2 separate regions of the Mus musculus genome follow, and region 1 is linked to region 2. The links are chromatin contacts, called in public targeted proximity ligation maps. All regions are on one chromosome and are shown on one strand. The core of a region is the stretch at or near the end of the contact, and the rest is flanking DNA. Distances in the headings are between cores, read along the strand shown. Region 1 overlaps Ms4a15 (membrane-spanning 4-domains, subfamily A, member 15). Region 2 overlaps Dagla (diacylglycerol lipase, alpha).

Evidence for each region.
Region 1: a targeted proximity ligation map of pancreatic cancer cells shows a contact between it and region 2. A contact is called at or near these places in 1 of 39 promoter capture datasets (pre-B cells) and 1 of 130 datasets of targeted methods (pancreatic cancer cells).

Annotation. Positions count from the first base shown.
Region 1 is chr19:10,984,409-10,987,705 of GRCm38.p6, reverse strand. Ms4a15 (membrane-spanning 4-domains, subfamily A, member 15) reads left to right here. Exons shown (of 7, transcript NM_001034898.2): 2 at 2,862-3,036. Among named protein-coding and RNA genes, the nearest start is that of Ms4a15, 7.2 kb to the left of the region's middle.
Region 2 is chr19:10,277,625-10,281,147 of GRCm38.p6, reverse strand. The region is part of intron 1 of Dagla (diacylglycerol lipase, alpha); the gene reads left to right. Among named protein-coding and RNA genes, the nearest start is that of Gm30042, 11 kb to the left of the region's middle.

The sequences.
Region 1 (3,297 bases), core at 361-2,860, 710 kb before region 2:
AGCAGTACTCATGTCTGCTAAGAATCATTTCAGTGTGAGGGCCTGGAAACCAGAGCCCCAACTGAGCTCCACCTTGTGGGAAGTAAGAACACCATTTTTAGATGCTCTTGATATCACACCTTTGGCTGGAAGAAACATTAGAAAGTCCTTAAAGATATCAAACAACTTCTGCCACCCTCTGCATGGGATTGTCGTTCAATAACACTATTTACCTGAAACATGCTCTTCTTTTGCATGTATGTGCATGCATGGGTGTGTGTGTACATGTATGTGCATGTTCATATATGTGCAATTGTGTGCATGTGTCGTGCAGAGTCCTGCCTCTCTGCTGGGGGTACCCAGGCATGTGCATGTGTGTGGAGGTCAGAGGTCCACTCTGCATGTCACTCTTCAGGGGACAACTACTTTGTTTCTTTGAGAGAGAATCTGGAACTCATTGGTCTGGAGCTCACCAAGTAGGCTGGGCTGGCAGGCCAGAGAGCCCCAAGGATTCCCCGGCACTAGGCTTACAAGTTCGAGCCCACACCCAACTTTTTACATGGGTTTCTGGGACTCCAACTCAGGTCAGTCCTCATGCCTATACAGCAAGCACTTTACCTGCTAAACTGTCTCCCCAACTTATGAAACATTTATTAATCACCTACAGTGGACAGAAAATGCTCATGACAGCCAATTTCACCCCATGCCTCCACTGCCATTCCCTTGGAGGTACTCCAACCACTGGAACCCTACTTCATCCTTTGTGGAGACTCACTATGCATCTCAAGGGCAGGTCCAACCGGACCCTTGTGTTTTACACTCACCAAGACGAATCAGGCTCATCACAGAGCAAATATCTAGCATAAAGATGTTCATCTACTGAACACAGGAAATGGACTATGTCAAGAGCCTGCTATTCCAGAAACAAAGATGGGTATATTTGTGTTGTCCACAGTGCCAGAATTTATTGACTAACAATAAATTTTCAAGCCAAATACTTCCAATTTCCCCTTAATAGCTGACTGCTGACTAACATGTGTGTTTTTATTCTGATCTTAAGTATTAGTGTTAACTCTCAGATCACACCTTATACACCTCAGTGTGTGTGTGTGTGTGTGTGTGTGTGTGTGTGTGTGTGTATTAAAGAATAACCTCAAAAGTACAGAGATCACAGCACAGTTTAAAGAGACCTTACCAGAGGCAGAGAGCTACTAGAGACACAAATGGGCACTGCATCACTTCATTGGTTAGATAAGATATTAAGGACCCCAGTTGGAGAGCTGAAGGCACAGGATTGCAGAGCTGAGGGGTGCTACGGAAATGCAGGACCATAGAGAAGTGCAGGGCTGGTTCAGACAAAGACACAGACTGGTTTTCCACCAGTCGGTGGAAACCAAGCTGAGCTGGAGCCGGACAGTCCGCCTGTTGGTCCCATGACACACACATTGGATGATCAGATGCCAGGTCAATGGGGCCATCCCGACTGCGGTGCCAGGCGTCTCCTTCATAGGTCCAAGTGGTACTTTTCATCCTTAGGAGTAAATTGTCTGTGCCCTGTGGGTGGTGCTGGGCAGGTGGTGGTTCTTGTGCACACAGTGAGACAGAGTCATCATGACTCACTGTTGGAACTCACAGGAGGGCCAAATGCTGCCTCTCAAAGGCAGTCGCCCAGGGCAAGGCACAGCCCAAAGCCACTCTTTAACACAATATGGAGTAACTTGGAGCACAGCAGAGCTTGGTTCTCACAGGCTGTGTGACCTTGCAGCTGTAATGACTCATGAACACAAACCACAGTCCTACAAGCCATGAGTAAATACATGTTTGTGTGCTGGATAGATGATGTGTTTTAAAAAAAATACTTCAGATGAAGATGCTACAACAGTTTACTGTGTAAACTGTGGCCTTTACCAGGCCTATAATGTGATCGGTTCTGTGGCCTTCCCCCTACATTTTTGTCCAAAAAGTAAAGCAGGAAGAGGTTACCATCTAGCCCCTTGTCTCACAGTGACTACATGGGCCAGGGTTCAAATCCTGGCTTCTGTCATGGAGCTGTGACTTGGACTGCTGGGTTCTTCACCACATGTGAAAACCAGCAAGGCAGATGGCTGTTTAATGTCATATAATCCACTAGATTAGTGACTGCAGCACCCTGGGAAGCTACCACCTGACATCTAGCTAACTGGTCAATGTTCCCTAGAGAGTTTCCCAGACCAGCCACACCTAAGATTTTCATAATCCTTATTTATCTTGGCTACAATAGTGGTTATTCCTTGGGTAGTCAAAGAGAGCAGGATGTTGCCCCAGGGTAGTTAGGTATCCACAGTTAACAGATGTAGGCCTAGAGGAGGGAGGGAAGAGGTACGTCTTGCCTGGTCCTTCTCTTTCCTTGATAAAATGGTACTTCAGCTAAGCTCCACCTTCCCGAGCTGTGTGTTCTTGAACCATCATTCACCCTCTCTAGGGAAAGAAGGATGTTCAAATAGAAGCTTTTTTCCAAGGTTCCACTTGGGCTGGGGATGTGGCTCAGCAATGGTGATGGGCTTGCCTCAGGTGCAGGCTGGGTTCCACGCCCAGCATTGAAATAAAAGTCCTTCCATGCAATGTAGGAGAAATCAAGATCAGAGTCAAGAGTCCAAAAAGTCTAAGAACCCACTTCGTTTCTGTAGTCTCTTCTCTAACCCCAGCTGTAGCTGAGAATTTGGGTTCTACTGTGACCTCAGTAAGCAAAAGCTGGGAGATACACCATTTAGTCGACAGCCTTAAACATATGTGTGACCACCACTACTGCCTTGTTATCTCCTGAGCCTTCGTCCCCCAGGCTCTCTGAACACGATGTCTGCACCTCCTGCCAGCAATGGTGTGTTCGTTGTCATCCCGCCCAGCAACGCCAGCGGCCTCCGCCCACCTCCAGCCATTCTGCCCACCTCCATGTGCCAGCCTCCAGGGATCATGCAGTTCGAAGAGTCACAGCTGGGGGCGCAGGCGCCCAGAGCTACTCAACCACCTGATCTTAGACCAATGGAGACGTTCTTGACCGGAGAACCCAAAGCTTTAGGGGTAAGGGCAGCTTGTCATGTGACTTGAGACAAACTTGCTGGGCAGGCAGAGTGCCTCACGCTCAACAGGGAGAGGTGGAGGCAGGGGATAGATGTGAGAATTCATTCATGCACTACACAGACAAGAATTCCCTTCCCCCTTTGACCTCACCCAATAAATGAGAAAATAAATGACCAGAACTCCAAAGAGGATTAAGAATGATGGATGGGGGACGGCAACGCTAGCAAAGACGGAAATATCTCTCTGGGGAGCCGACACTGA
Region 2 (3,523 bases), core at 83-2,582:
TATGCATGTTGCCAGTCGCTCTTTCCTTGAAAGATTTGCCCCCTGAAGATAGGGTTCACTGACTTCTTATCCTGGTGAGGCTCCTCTCTCCACAATGGGCAATAGCCCCAGGTTGACTGAAACGGGGCCTGCCAAAACCCTGCTACCACCCCTGCTCTGGTCTTGCCAAGTGGCAGCAGAGAGCCCCAGCTCCTCCTCCTGCGGCACCAAGGGAATGAAACCACAGAAGTGACAGTGTGACAAGACTGGGCACCTGACTATCAGGGGCAAGGCCTCTTGAAAGGAAGGTATCACTACACAGGCTGGGCCCTGCCTCTGCCCAGCCTTAACCTATCCTGAACAAAGTGGACCATGAGTTCTGTCCAGGTCCCACATGGGCAGCTTTGTGCTGGAGGCAGGTGTCCTGCTCCCCAGTGCCTCTGATTTTCAGCCTGCTGGTTGCTAAGAGTCCTGGAACCTCTATCACAGACTAGGAAGAAGTAGGCAGAGCCAAAGCTTTCTCCCCAGGAACGTGCAATGTAATAGAGAAGGTGAAGCCCATACCAGAAACCTGCAGAAAGTAGGCCACAGGCTGAGCTGATCTACCATCAGGACTGGAGTTTGGGGGAAGTTGGGGACAGGTACCCAAACAGACCTTACAGACAACAGCAGAAGCAGCACATGAAGCAAGGGGGCCAGGAGAGGACAGACTCTCTGGCCAGGGGCAGTTGGTGGGAACCATGGACAGGAACAGAGCCCGGCACAGAACCAAGAGTTAGGACATAGAGGATGGTCTTGGTGATCATGGCAGGATGCAGGACGTCGGGCACTTGGTAGAAAGCCAATGCCTGAGAGTTTTAATTTTATTTAAAGGCCACTTAGGAACCATGATATGCTTTAGAAAAACAAAGAAACTATTGGAAGTGTATATGATGGGGGAGGGGTGCACACATTTCCTAGCATGCCTGTGGAAGTCTAGGACAACTTTGTGGAGTTGGTTCTGCCCGTGGGTTCCATCAGACTCTTGTTTGTGTGGCAAGCGCCTTTGCCTGCTGAGCCATCTCATTGGCTAGCCCATGCTAAGTTTTTGAAGAAGACAGTGAGCGGTTCCTAAAGCAGTGTATGTAGTTTACACTGCCAAGCATCAAGCATCCTGCCGTGTCAGAGTCTGCTCTCAACACTCCACAACATTGAAATGGCTTTGTCCCACTGTCCCTCAGCCCACGAGGGAAGCGCTGTCATCAGTGTCAGCCGGTTACTGATGGGGAAATGGTCACTGACTCATCTGACTTGTCATAGGAAGTGGCTAGCCCCTCCCGGACTGCACTCCGAAGTCTTCGCCCAGTGGATGGCTGAGAAATAGAGTCCCTGGGCCAGGGCCAGGTCCAGCCTGTGCTCCACCCAGCAGTAGGGGCCCTCCAGGCACTGCCCCTTCTCGGAGGCCTCTGTAACTTGTGATGAGTCCAGCTTTGTCCTACTGTGGGAGGGATAAGAGGGAGTGTGAAAATAGAAGTTGTGGCCTGAGGTCAAGAGTTTTCTCCTATAGGCCCTTCTGCTCTCCTAGCTCAGGCAATGGAGGAGATATGGAATGGCCTCCCAAGCCTGGAAGGACACCTGAGCAGCATCCCAAGGCTCTCTCCCTAAATGCCAGAGTTGACCAGAGGGCTCCTCTATCTCATGGCTCTCAGACATTTTTGAGCACTTAGTTCAAAGCCTAGGGATATATACAGCAACTAAACCCTGCTCTAAATGACATGGAGGGCCAGGCTCCAGAGACCTGCCTGCCGTGATCACCTCCCTTCATCTGGGGTCCCCTCAGATAGCACAGAAAGAAGGAGAGCCAAGCAAAGGAGAGACTGGGCCATAAAGCTATTGGTGGTCCCATGTTACACAGTTGGGGGGTGGAGGGTGGGTGCTGGCCCTTTGAGTCACCAGAGCTCTGTAGAGCAGCTCCCTGGGGAAGGAGCTCTGCTTGCCATCATTTGATCCCTGCTGGCTTTGAAGATGACTTGGGAGTGGCTGAAACCCAAGAGCCAGAGCTTCTGGCCTGTGCCCTAGATGGCTGTACTGCCCAGGTGGTGGCTCTCCAAGGCACACACAGCTCTGAAGGCTTTCTCTAACCTTCGAGCAGCATGCACTCAAGCAGACCAGATCCGAGGGCTGGTCTACTGCCTGAGGAGGTGGGGCTGAACGTGGCTCAGGGTAGGCTGGGCCCAAGGGGTGGGGGGTTCCCAGAGGGGAGGTGTCATACTTGGCGTGCCCACTTAACACCTCATTAACGACCTCATTAGGGATCCCCTAAGGAAGTGGAAGGTGCTAATTCTTCTCTGAGGTGTCACCAGCACCAGAGACTGACAGTCTCCTCTGGAGGAAGTTCTGAGGAGCTGAGAATGGGGTAGAGCTGAGATCTGGTGAACTTCCCTGCAGGGGGCCATCTGGGAAGCCAAGAACTCCCAGCATGCAGCCCCAGCAAAAGGAAGGCTTCGGGGAAGAGCAGTGTGGTGGAGGAAATCTTGGACTGGGTGGGGCGCAAGAGGAGGCCTCTGTCCTCAGGGCGTGCTGAGTTTGGGTGGGGAAGAGCTCTGCAGTATGACAACCTGAAACTCAGTTGCACAGGCAGATAGGTACACAGCTTTCTCATAGGAATGTGGATTTGGCGTGGTCTACAACCTTGTGGCCTTGGGCAGGAGCTCAGTAGTCCCAGCTGTCCCCTCTAGAGAGATGACATTCCTGCCTCACTGACTTGTGGGTCCAAGGAGTCCAAGGAAACAACTCTGGTAGTTTCCTCAGAGATACCACCAGCCCTACCTGAGAAGAGGTCACTCAAGGATTGGGGCCAGTGCAGGTCTGCCTGCCACTGGGAATGGATGGCCAGGGACTTTCTGTTGCAGGGCAGCAGACTTGGTGCAGAGGTAAAGGTTCTGCACTCACTGCAGGAAACTGAAGAATGAACCAGAATGGGAACAAACCTTGAGCCACTGGCTCTGCAAGTGCTCACCTGCTCCTCCCAGCCCCTCCTCCTCCAAGAAGGGAGTGGCTTCACTATCTCATTTGCATATAAGGAAACTGAGGCTCAGAAAAGCAATGATCCAGAACTGGAGGGAAGGCGGAGGTTGCTTCTTGGGGCAGCCTCCAGCTCTGTGTACTTGAAAGAGGGAGTGGTCAGGAGATCCAGTGGGGTGAGCTGTACTGCAAGGGGTGGGAGGAGACTGGCTGCATGCCTAATGCCACCTGCCTGCTCCAGCCCAGCAGCTCCCAGGGGAAGAGTGCCACCTGAGGCCAGCACGGCCTGCCTGAGCTCCCTCCAGGCCACCTCTGCCCAAAGAACTGAAACACGTACGAGAGGCCTATGGGAAGAAAAAGATCTCTAAGAAAGAATTCAGAAGTAAAGCCCGGCCTGGCCAGAGCTAGAGGGACCTTTCACCTTCAGGAACTCCCCCTGCCCAGGACAGAACGTGGAGAGTCCGGTCCAGGCTGCTAAAGAGAGGGTCCTGCCGCTCTCTCTGGCCCTACCTCCCCCATTCCTCAGCAGCCAGCAGCCCTC